Linked DNA regions of Mus musculus: region 1 is linked to region 2. Evidence: chromatin contacts called from public HiChIP or PLAC-seq data. All regions are on one chromosome and are shown on one strand. The core of a region is the stretch at or near the end of the contact, and the rest is flanking DNA. Distances in the headings are between cores, read along the strand shown. Region 1 has its middle 24 kb from the start of Ccnh. Region 2 overlaps Gm17750 (predicted gene, 17750).

Region 1 (5,023 bases), core at 1,733-4,232, 1.1 Mb before region 2:
TTTGCATGGGTCACACTTTGTACTTCATTTAGGGCTTGTAGGACCTGAGTCTAATTACAAGTCTAAAATCAAAGAAGAGATAAGTGCAATGAAGTGGGTCTTGAAACGAATCCACAGTGACAGTCATTAAAGCTGCTCAGACAGTGCAGACCTGGTAGTTTTACACTATAATATTGAGGTTGATACTGTGAGCAAAGGGAGTGAAACTTCCGTTAGCAAAGAATAAACTTTAGGGGCTCAATTTCAGCAGTTTTTTTCCTGATCTTCTCACTCCTCTTCATCCCATATTATATGATATTATTTCCTAACCAGTGCCTTCAGTTTGACATAAGTGCCCCATGAGGCAGGAAGTTGAGCTTCGGTTACAATTTAATCAGACACAAAAAGTAATTCAGCATCTTATTTTCAATAATCTCAGACTGTAGGTCTTCATCAAGACACGTGCAGTACCAGAGTTATTAGGAACCAGAGGACACCATAAGAACATGACCCACAAAATCAGCTGACTGAGACTCATAGGGGCTCACAGAGATCAGAGATCCTGTAGGTGTCTGACTTAGGACCTTTGATATGTGTTGTGACTGAATAGCTTGGTGGTCTTGTGGGCATCCTAGCAGCAGGGGTGGGTGCTGTCTCTGACTCTTTTGGCTACTTGTAGAAGTAGGGGAGGGAGGGAAAACAGCAGTCAGGATGTTATACATGAGAGATGAATGAGCGAGAGAAAGAAAGAGAGAGAGAGAGAAAGTACTCAATGTGTCATCTTTTTCTGTTGATGACTTTTCTTCAGTGTCAGTGAAACAACCAAAACTTTCACTATATAGTTTCTGTTTTGTCCTCATTTGCTTTCCATTGCTGTGATAAATACCCTGACTAAAATCAACACAGGGAGTAAAGGGTTTGTTTCATCTTATGACATATAAACATCATGAAGAAAAGTCAGGACAGGAAATCAAAGCAGGTATCTGGAGAAAGGGACAGAAACAGAGATTGTGGAGGAATGATGCTTGCTGGCTTGCTTTTTTTGATGACTTGCTCAGCCTTCTTTCATCTAGGCCCACCTTTCTAGGAGCTTAGGTAAGCCATTAGAACTTCCCACAGTAGACTAGGTTCTCCAAAATCCAGAGGACCCTTACATTTGCCCCTTACACTTGCCTACAGGCCAATGTGATAGAGACATTTTCTCAGTAGACATTCCCTCTTCTTGGATGACCCTAGTTTAACAAAGTTAAACAAAGTTAACAAAAAACAACCAACACAGCTTCCAAGAGGTGTTCTAGATTGTGTTCAGAGTTACCCAGCTCTCAAATTCTCGTAATTGGCTGGCTCACGGTATCCAACACATATACTTTATTTTTCTCTATTACCACTTCACACTGGTCCATTGTTGTGATTGAGCATGTGTTTATATAAAAAATTGATGAACATAGTTATGGATGCTGAGAAATCCTATAACCCAATCTTCTTTCTGTAACCTCCAGCCCAGGAAACAGTTCCATTGAGCACCTGAAGTGCCAGGAATCATGAGAAGCAGTCATGACAACAATTGTTTTTGAACATGAAAGAGTTAGTTGGACAGGGAGAGGAGTTATCATTTAAGTGCTCCTCCACCAGTTTCCACACTCATTTGCTTGCTGTCATCCAGCACTGCTTCCAGGCTACAGCTGTGGATACAGAGCACTTGACCTGCAAGGCCTAAAATATTTACTCTCTGACCCATTATAGAGTACAGTTAATTCAATGCTGTCCCAGGAGACTGGTTTTGAGAGTTTAGTATGTATACAAGTCACCTGGGGGATCTTGTTAAAATGCTGACTTTGATCTAGGAGGTCAGGCCCCAGGTTTATTCCCATCTTGCTCCCCAGGGAAGTCATGCTATTAGGTTGTAGACTACATTCTCTTTCTAGATTTTTCTCTCTTGTCATAGCTCCTGACCACATCGTCTTTCAAACTTATACTTATTTGAGTTTCTTTAGGTCCATTGAGCTTAAATCCCAATTACTTCTATGTCTCTCTAAATTGTTCTAGTGATGATAAGGATCATACATCTTCCAGCACAAAACTATTACAAAATAAAATAAAAATCTTTGCATTCATATATTAAGTCAGACTGTAGGGTTGATATTTAAGCTTTCTGCAAGCCTTTAGAAAGCAAACACTACACTTCAATTATGAATGGAGAAACTGCTTACTATGCAAATTGCTGGGTGACCAAAGAATTAAGAATATGATATTAATTTCTCTTCTTAATCTCATTTTCAGAATTTTCTTGAGGAGATATCAATAAACTGTAATAGGCAATCATGTATGAAAGTTTACAGACTATGAAAATGGTTTATTTTGTCACTAAGAATCATACACTCAAGCCTTTTAAGAGAAATTTTAAGTAGTTAAGCAAGATGAAGAAGAATTTTGACAGTAAAAATTAGCCAATTTATTTTGCTTTTCTTCTAATCAACAGAAATTTCTACCTGAACTATTTCAGTATATCTTGAGAATAAATGTAATGTGATTATAGGCTACTTGAAAGGCATCCTGGAGACATAAAAAGCAGTTTTAAGTGTTTGGCATTTCAAAAATCCTCATAGCAACTCTGTATCTCTACCAAAAATTATATGCAACTCCACTTCACTATCTAACACATTTAGATGAAATAAATGCAAGTAAATACTCTTTTCATAAATGTGCCCAAAGAAATGTAATAGAGAAAGTATACACACACACACACACACACACACACACACACACACATTCAGGTCTTGCAGTATTTGAGCTCTAAATATTCTAAGAGTCAACACATTTGTCCTTTAATCAACATAATAGTTTTGGGTTTTTAGTTTGTTTCTATTAGCATTCAATTATTAAAAGTAGCAGGATCAGAAAGAAAAAAAAAAAAGCAAGCAACCACCTTGATATATCACAGTTTATCCACATGGTGGAGCCATGTGGCTTAGATCCTGGAGGTTCCAGATTTATTATTCTCATCATTGTGAAACAACTAATTGTAAACCGAGCCAATCAAAGTCCTACATGTAGATTTCTCGGCTACTATGTGTTCTGCTCTCCGAAATCTCTCACTTTAGCACACTGAAATGTTGTTCTGACCCAGTCTGCTTTCAATAGTAGTAGTTCTCAGACCTGGGTTTTGCACTAAAGCCAAGTGCTTACCTGGACAGCTTTTAAACTCTGTCTACTCCTTAGCCTAAGTGAACAGGATCTTTCCACGGTGATACATGGGCAGTGATGGATTTTAAGGCTCCACAGGTAGTTCTATAATGAAATTGATGCTGCATACTTTACTATTGTAAATGTTCCAAAAAAAAAAAATCTAGTTGCATTGTATTTTTGGTAAAAGCATTCACTGGCTCCCTCACTGACTCAAAGATAAAATCAACCTCTTTCACATGATGAGCAGACCTTCTATAACATCTGACCATTTCCTTCCGACTGTCATCACCACTCTCACCTACTTCAATCTGTGCAAACTCAGCCTATAGAATTGCTTCCAGATTTCTAAACTTCAGACTTGTCTACACGTCTAAGCTTGTGCTGATATGCCCAACAATGAATAGAGTAGATAATTATTAATATTTATTGAATGGCAAAATTAAAAATATAAATCAGCTCTCTTATATTTAATGCAGGAATATCTATTTATGACAAACACATCTTAAATGTTTGCTTACCTTTCCATGGAGTGGAGTACAGCATGTAGCATCTCATCAACCAGCAAACCTTGCATAGATTTTAGGGATTCTATGTTCTGCCAACTGACTCAACTTCGAGGTAACATTTGAAACCTCCTCAGGAACCGCTGCTCCTCCTTTATCTCTTTTCTCACTCTAAATTTAAACTCTAGTACCAATGTTTGAAGCAACAAAAGCGTTGCTTGCATGTGAATTATGCTCCAGGCATTCTTTCTGAATTTGTAAGACCCTGGACAGTCATTCGGAATGTTTGCTCTGATAATAGTTCTCGTTCTAGAAATGCTGTCATGCTATCAACCTTTATCATTAAGGCTGATTTCCCCTCCCCACCAACACACATATACTGAGGGCTGGGTATCAAACAAAAGTGCTCTATCACTGAGCTTCAAACTCAACCATGTAAATAGATTTAAATGTCCTGTAAATCAGAGACAAACTAGTAGATTGAAGAAAAAACTGATATAAAATACTAATATACCTTCCTGCCAATGCAGTGATTAAAAGGCAGTAATTAATTTTTTTTTCTTGAATAACCAGATCATGTAGGTAAAAGTGCTAAGGTCCAGAATAATAATGAGGTCCAGAAAAGTCATCTTATTTCAGGGAAACAAGATATGTTACTCAGGGCTCTCTAAAGAAACATAACTTATAGAATAAGTGGAATCTTACAGGCTGTAGTCCAGGTAGTCCCAACAATGGCTGTCTCCTGGCTGACAGATCAAGAATACAGTAGTTGTTCAGTCCACAAGATTAAATGTTTCAGCTATCCCAATTTGGTACTGGAGTCTCATGGAGGTCCTAGATTGTGGGCACTTTTCAGTCAACATTGGAATTTCAAAGAAGTAGGTTCTAACAGCAGTGAAAGAATGACTTGGGAACAGAATAGATGAACTTGTCATTGAGAGTGAGGAGAAGCAGGCAAGAAGTTTTCCATGTCCTTTCAAGTGAACCAGAAGGTGTGGCCCAGATTTACAGTGATGCTTCTGACCTCAAATAATACAACCAGGAAAAAATCCCCCATAGGAGTGTGTCAAGCTGACAACAACAGCTGTTACATAAGGGAAAAGCCTTCCAGCCTTGTGGTGGTTTGAGTGAGAATAGTCCCTAGAGGCTTACATATATGAATGTTTGGTTCCTAGTGCGTAGAACACTTTGGGAAGGATTAGGATGTGTGACTTTCTTGGAGAAAGTGTGTCCACACACTGGTGTGTAAGACTTTGAGGTTTCAGAAGCCCATGCCAGGCCCAGTCTTTGGCTCTCTGTCTATAAGTTACAGATGAAATGTAACCTCTCCATTACTGCTCCAAAACCATGCCAGC
Region 2 (5,378 bases), core at 1,299-3,798:
TTTTCTCCAAGTGGTCAGAGTTTAAGATGTGCAAAAGCCGTGGACAGAGAAAAACCACTGCAGGGGAGAAACAGTAGCTCCCCAGAGTGGAGCTGGCACACATGGCTGGCATACATGGCACTCAACTCACAAACCTTTTCTCTGCAGTTTGAACACAAAAGCGTTTCCTCCCCCGTTTTGAAGTGTTAAGGAGAGAGGGCATGTGCAATTGGTGACATAAGAATTTGGAAAGCACAGGGCAAACACTTCTCCTTTGAATGTCCTGCATGTGTCAGCAGCAGGTAGACATCCTACAGTTTAATATTGACTTAGGTTTTTCTTCCTTTCTTTCTTTCTTTTTAAGTAGAAAGGGAATAATATTTGAGTTTAAGCAATTGTATCACATCCACTCAACTTTTTGATCAATACTGCCTGCCTTTTGTAATTCAGAAATTCAGAGCTCATCACTTTACTATCTGAAATTGGGGGACAAGTTTGCTCTATGTCCCTCTGAGAAGGGTCTGAGCAGGTCAGCAACAAGCTATTGTTCAATTCTAACATTTGACTGAAGAAACTATGAACTTTTACTTTTTAATGTTAGTGATCTGAACTAATTCTCCCAAACAATATTACCTGCAGATTTTAAAAATTGAAATAAGGATTTGAACAATAATAATAATTGAAAAGTACCTTACACTATATTGACTAAAGCCTCCGAGTTAAATCTCAGAGTTCTTTTCAGATTGACTTTGTATACTGATTATTTGTAAAAAATAACATTTGAGTGCATAGCTATATAACATTTAAGCTGTTGGGAGATACCGAGCCATTCATATTGTTCAGTCATTTATGTTTTAATGCATGGTCCTAAGTCCTAGTTACCTTAGAAAGAAAAAAGTGTTTGTTTACATAAGTTGCTATAGCAACAGTAGTTAGAAATTGTAGTTGGAAGAGGATGAGGAGCATGCCGGCCTTCAGCTCTTTGCATGGATAGATCTCTTTCTAAGACTCTGAGAGCGTCTTCAATTTATTGCTCACATGTTACCTCATGTTTAAGAACTTACTGTGAGAATGTATTCAGAGATACAATCATCTGATTCCCCCCCCCCCCTCCCCACACACTTTTTATTTGCCCCAGAAATCAGCCTTGCCCTATTTGGAGAATTCAGAGATGTTATGGACCTTTTAGTGTTTCAACAAAAAGTTGAGGACCGTGAAGTCAGAAATCCTCTCCCCAAATGTTAAGGGCCAGGTTGCCTGCTGCTGTTTCTCTGTGCAGACTCATGGAGACGGGTGCCTCTCAGCCTTTGCTCTGCCCTCTCTTCTGTGATTTCTTTATTTTTTAAATTGGCCCTACCCTTTTCTACTAGATCGCTTGATTTGGCCATACTTCCCTTAGTACATTCTCATTGTTGCTCTCAGAACTTATATGAGGTTTGGACTGGTAGTGTTTTTCCTTATTTTCAAAGCTTTGAGATTCAGATGTGAAGAGCTAAGACAGTTCTCTGGACATGCTCACAGATTCTACCCAAGACCTTAAGCCATGCTTTTACACTTATGGGAAAAGGAAAAAATATGCACAAGCTTCTGATACTAAGGGCACAGCCTGGACATACACCTTGTCCTCTTCTTCTTGGCCTCATCTGCCCTAAAGAATGAATATATTCATCCCTAAGGTTGCTGCTTCAAAGTGACCAGTGAGATGCTAACAGGTCAGCTGGCTGTCCTGTTGGACAGAGGGTCCATAAATCAGAGAAGACTTGGTATGGTTGAAAGAAGAAGGTAGTCCAGCCTGAGGGGAGCCCCCTGTAAATCTCTCCAGGAGCTTTGTTCCTGGTAGGGGTAGGGGTGGGGGTTGGAGTTGGGGTAGTCATGGCTGTAGCTGTTATTAATGCCCTGGCCCTCCTGCAGTGGGTGCTAACTTCTTGTGCATGAGAGCTGCCTCTACCCTTCCCAAACATCGGCTGCTTGGAAAAGTCAAGCAGGGCTGAACTCTGATTTTCATTTAATAGTCAAAACCAAGATGCGTTTGGGCTATGATGATAGGACAGCTCCCTTGAAAAGATTATTTGAACTACAAAGGCATTCATTTAGGGCTAGCGATGTTGCAAAAGGGTCTGCTAGAAATTAGCAGCCTGTCCTGGTATTTGGAGAGCAAGAGTGACAACTTACTGGAAGTTCTCAAGGAATCATTTATATTTCACACTCCACTAGGCAGCTGATTTGAGATTGTCTGTTAGCATAACAAAGGCTCTGAGCCTGTGAACTTCAGAAACCTTTCGACCTCTTAGCTGCTGGCATGAATAGCCCCCAGTCCTGCCTATAGAGATCTCCCAAAGCTCCCCTGTTCGTGGCTAAATTGTTAATCAGGGTAATTTAATATAGTTTTCAATATGCCTCATCTCTTATTGGGAAAGGTATTCACAGCTTCCCTACCCCTGAAAAAAAAAAGTTCTTTTATTCAAGTGTGAGAGGGGCAGCTGCAGACAGACCCCCTTCTCTTTACTTCACCTCCCCCCCATCCCACTCCTTCCCAGCCACAGTTTTCTGAGTAGCAACCACGGGGAAAGGACAGAAAGAGAACTACGTTGACATTCCCTTTGCATGCACTCCACCCTGAACCTGAAGCTCAAGGCTGTTTATGCTGCGAGACAACTAAACAAAAACCGCAAGCACCACAGTCATAACTAAAACCTCAGAGTGATCACACACACACACACACACACACACACACACACCCCACACCCTGTTCTCCACCTCCCTTTTACCACCACCCTTTCCCCTCCCCCTTCATCCCTCAGCTCAGCTGCTCTTCTGGCCCCGACAAAATGCACCAGACCCCAAGGCCTGCTCATTTTCATTTTGTCGGAGGCAAAGGCAGCCTGCTCACTCCTTTGCACAGCGACACTCGTCCTGTCCCCTGCATCTACTCTCAGTGTGGCTCCCTCGCAGCGTCAATTCACATGCACATTAGTTAACTGAAGAGCAGGAGCACAAATATATTCATTTTAATCCAGTTAAGACCTAAGAGGTCTCATAGGATATTATTCAATAGTTTGAAAACCAAGTATAAAACTCAGCTTTTGCTACAGTGTTTCATCTCAGGGAGGCCTACAGTATGCCTTTCTTTTGCTTTCCACCAGTGCGTGCTCAAGAAATAAAATGAATAATGAAACAATTATAAGCAAAGAACCAGCTGCAGGTGGATATTCTGTTAAAATATTGTATTGTTGACTCTGTTAATTACCGTACTTCTCGTACCCATGCTCAAATTCAGAATGAGAATTTTATAAGATGAAAGGAAAAAAATATGAAGTCACAAATTGTGTTTCTTTTTTTTTTTTTAAATCAAAAACAGAACAATATATCTCTTAATCATATAGTTAACCTTTTGTTCCCATGTGAGAATTTTAGGCCATTTCTAAACGGTATTTGTGTATTTCTGAGCTGCTGTAAGTGTAGTTTTCTATGGGGTTGTTGCTCTGTCTTTTTGCCTTGTGTCTTCAGGGACTTCTTGCCTTTGTCAGACTTTGGTGGGTCTGTTTGCCTCTTAGCCTCCTACAGTTGGTCAAAGCCAGCATCTAGATCCCAAAGTATTTTCCTTGATAGCTCTCTAGGTTAAGGTGGTTCCTGATGCGGATGGGAGACTTGCTTAACTTACTTGGCACCCTACTCTAGCATCACCAAAGTGCTAGAAAGCAGGGAGACAAATCTCTCTTTATTGCACCAGGGACGGGTTATTCAAGCCCCCCAAACAGAAAAACAAATCCAGACACACTCTCAGGAATACATACCCACTCAGTAGCCCAGCTTCTTTCCCAATCTCATTTTTCTGGGTATTAAAAAATGGCTATAAAAATGGGCTTCTTAATTAATGTAAACATCTCAACAGTGTCCATAGATAACAAAATAATTGCATGCAGTTAGATTATTATCAACTTTCAAATCTGCATTTTCATTGGGGGCGGTGGGTTCTGACAGTTTTAATTCCAGTGTTTTGGAAGTTTTTAGATTATAAACATTTCTATCAATAATCTATGCATTATTCATTTTAATGATGTATATTTTATTTTATTCTTTAAGTAATGATTTTCATTTTTCTTGATTTCTTAAACTAGAATATTTTAAAATATAAATTAATAATTATTATGAGCAAGTAGATTGCTGATTTCTCTTTTAAAAATCCAAAGACATAAAATCATTCATTTCACAAGTTCACAGAAATGTAACTTTCATGAGCTGTCTAGAGAGAAAGAAAATACAGTGGCTTTAAACTCAAGACAGAAAAAAACCCCACACAATTGATATTTTCTGTGCTTTTGCTTAACCCTGTTTTCATTAGCCTTTTCCTCATTAGGATTTATGATCCATGTCCTTTTCTATACTTCCACAGCTCTGATTTCTGTTAAATTTTGTAACAGAGGTTAATGAGTACAAAGGAATAGAAGGCCTGTTTGCTTTCATCTATGATGCTCAGTATTTTAAGGCTGTTTATATTTGCATTTAAATTTTTTCTGTAATTTTAAATTGTTAAGATTCAGTGAAATTAATTACATCAGAGTTATCTAACAGGGAAATTTTTTTTTTTTTAAAAAGGAAATTAAACAGTGCAATTCTGCTGAATTGTAATGTTTTCCTGGGCCTGGACCATCTCATGCCCTCTCCAGCACTGTATAGTTTGGGTTTCATGTTTGTGGAAGAAGAAAGATTGGGGGGAGAAGGATGTGTTTTTGGAATGGTGTTTGACAAGGGGAATGAACGCAGACACCAGAACAATTATATTACAATCCCATTGGGGATGCCAGCACCAAATTTAGCCAGACTGATGGGGCACTGTCTAGACGGTCCCTTTTGTGTATCAGCTGCTTTCTCTCTGCTTTATTGCGTTGCCTCAATGTGTGAGTTGAACATGCATATGGATCCCAAGCATAGCCATTCCTGCTATTAAACCTGCTGTCATTTGGCTAACACTCAAGGGCTACGTGTTCCTACTGCATTCCCTTCACGGTATTTTGTAATTAAAATTCAGCTTCCACATTAGTGGTGCAACAAAGGCCATATAACAATGTAGAAGGTGCCTAGACTTTCTTTATATGAAAATATTAACTAGGTAAACATTTTTGTCTTCCCAAACATGTCCGCCTCTTTTTCACTGAAATGAAAGAAAGCCAGAACAATAAGAAATAAAACAATGAGAAGAATGAGCCAGAGTACATATAAATTGCCACCTTTCCTTGTGAAAAGGGCAAAGGACAAAAAGAATGTGTATTAAATGTTTACAGTGTAATTAACAACAGTGTGTGTGTGTGTGTGTGTGTGTGTAGGAGGTTACCCCACTTTGGTAAATCAAGTACAGCCCCATGATCTGGGTTCTTATGGAGTCTCATAAATAGATTCCC

The links. HiChIP or PLAC-seq counts read pairs in DNA pulled down with a chosen protein or histone mark.
Region 1: an H3K27ac HiChIP or PLAC-seq map of VIP interneurons shows a contact between it and region 2, with 6 times the contacts expected there. The contact joins two enhancer-like sites. A contact is called at or near these places in 1 of 39 promoter capture datasets (hippocampal neurons), 4 of 484 Hi-C or Micro-C datasets (cerebellum, cortical neurons and forebrain) and 3 of 115 datasets of contacts at active chromatin or transcription factors (VIP interneurons, astrocytes and embryonic forebrain).

What each region holds. Positions count from the first base shown.
Region 1 is chr13:85,162,875-85,167,897 of GRCm38.p6, reverse strand. No RefSeq gene overlaps it. Among named protein-coding and RNA genes, the nearest start is that of Ccnh, 24 kb to the left of the region's middle. Within about 2 kb of position 2,982, at least 13 of the 459 cell types and tissues checked have an H3K27ac peak or open chromatin away from gene starts, as enhancers often do. A contact at or near this core is called in VIP interneurons, where this site is marked.
Region 2 is chr13:84,056,646-84,062,023 of GRCm38.p6, reverse strand. All of the region lies in intron 1 of Gm17750 (predicted gene, 17750), which reads left to right. Among named protein-coding and RNA genes, the nearest start is that of Gm17750, 5.4 kb to the left of the region's middle. RefSeq lists an enhancer at 950-3,793. Within about 2 kb of position 2,548, at least 74 of the 459 cell types and tissues checked have an H3K27ac peak or open chromatin away from gene starts, as enhancers often do. A contact at or near this core is called in VIP interneurons, where this site is marked.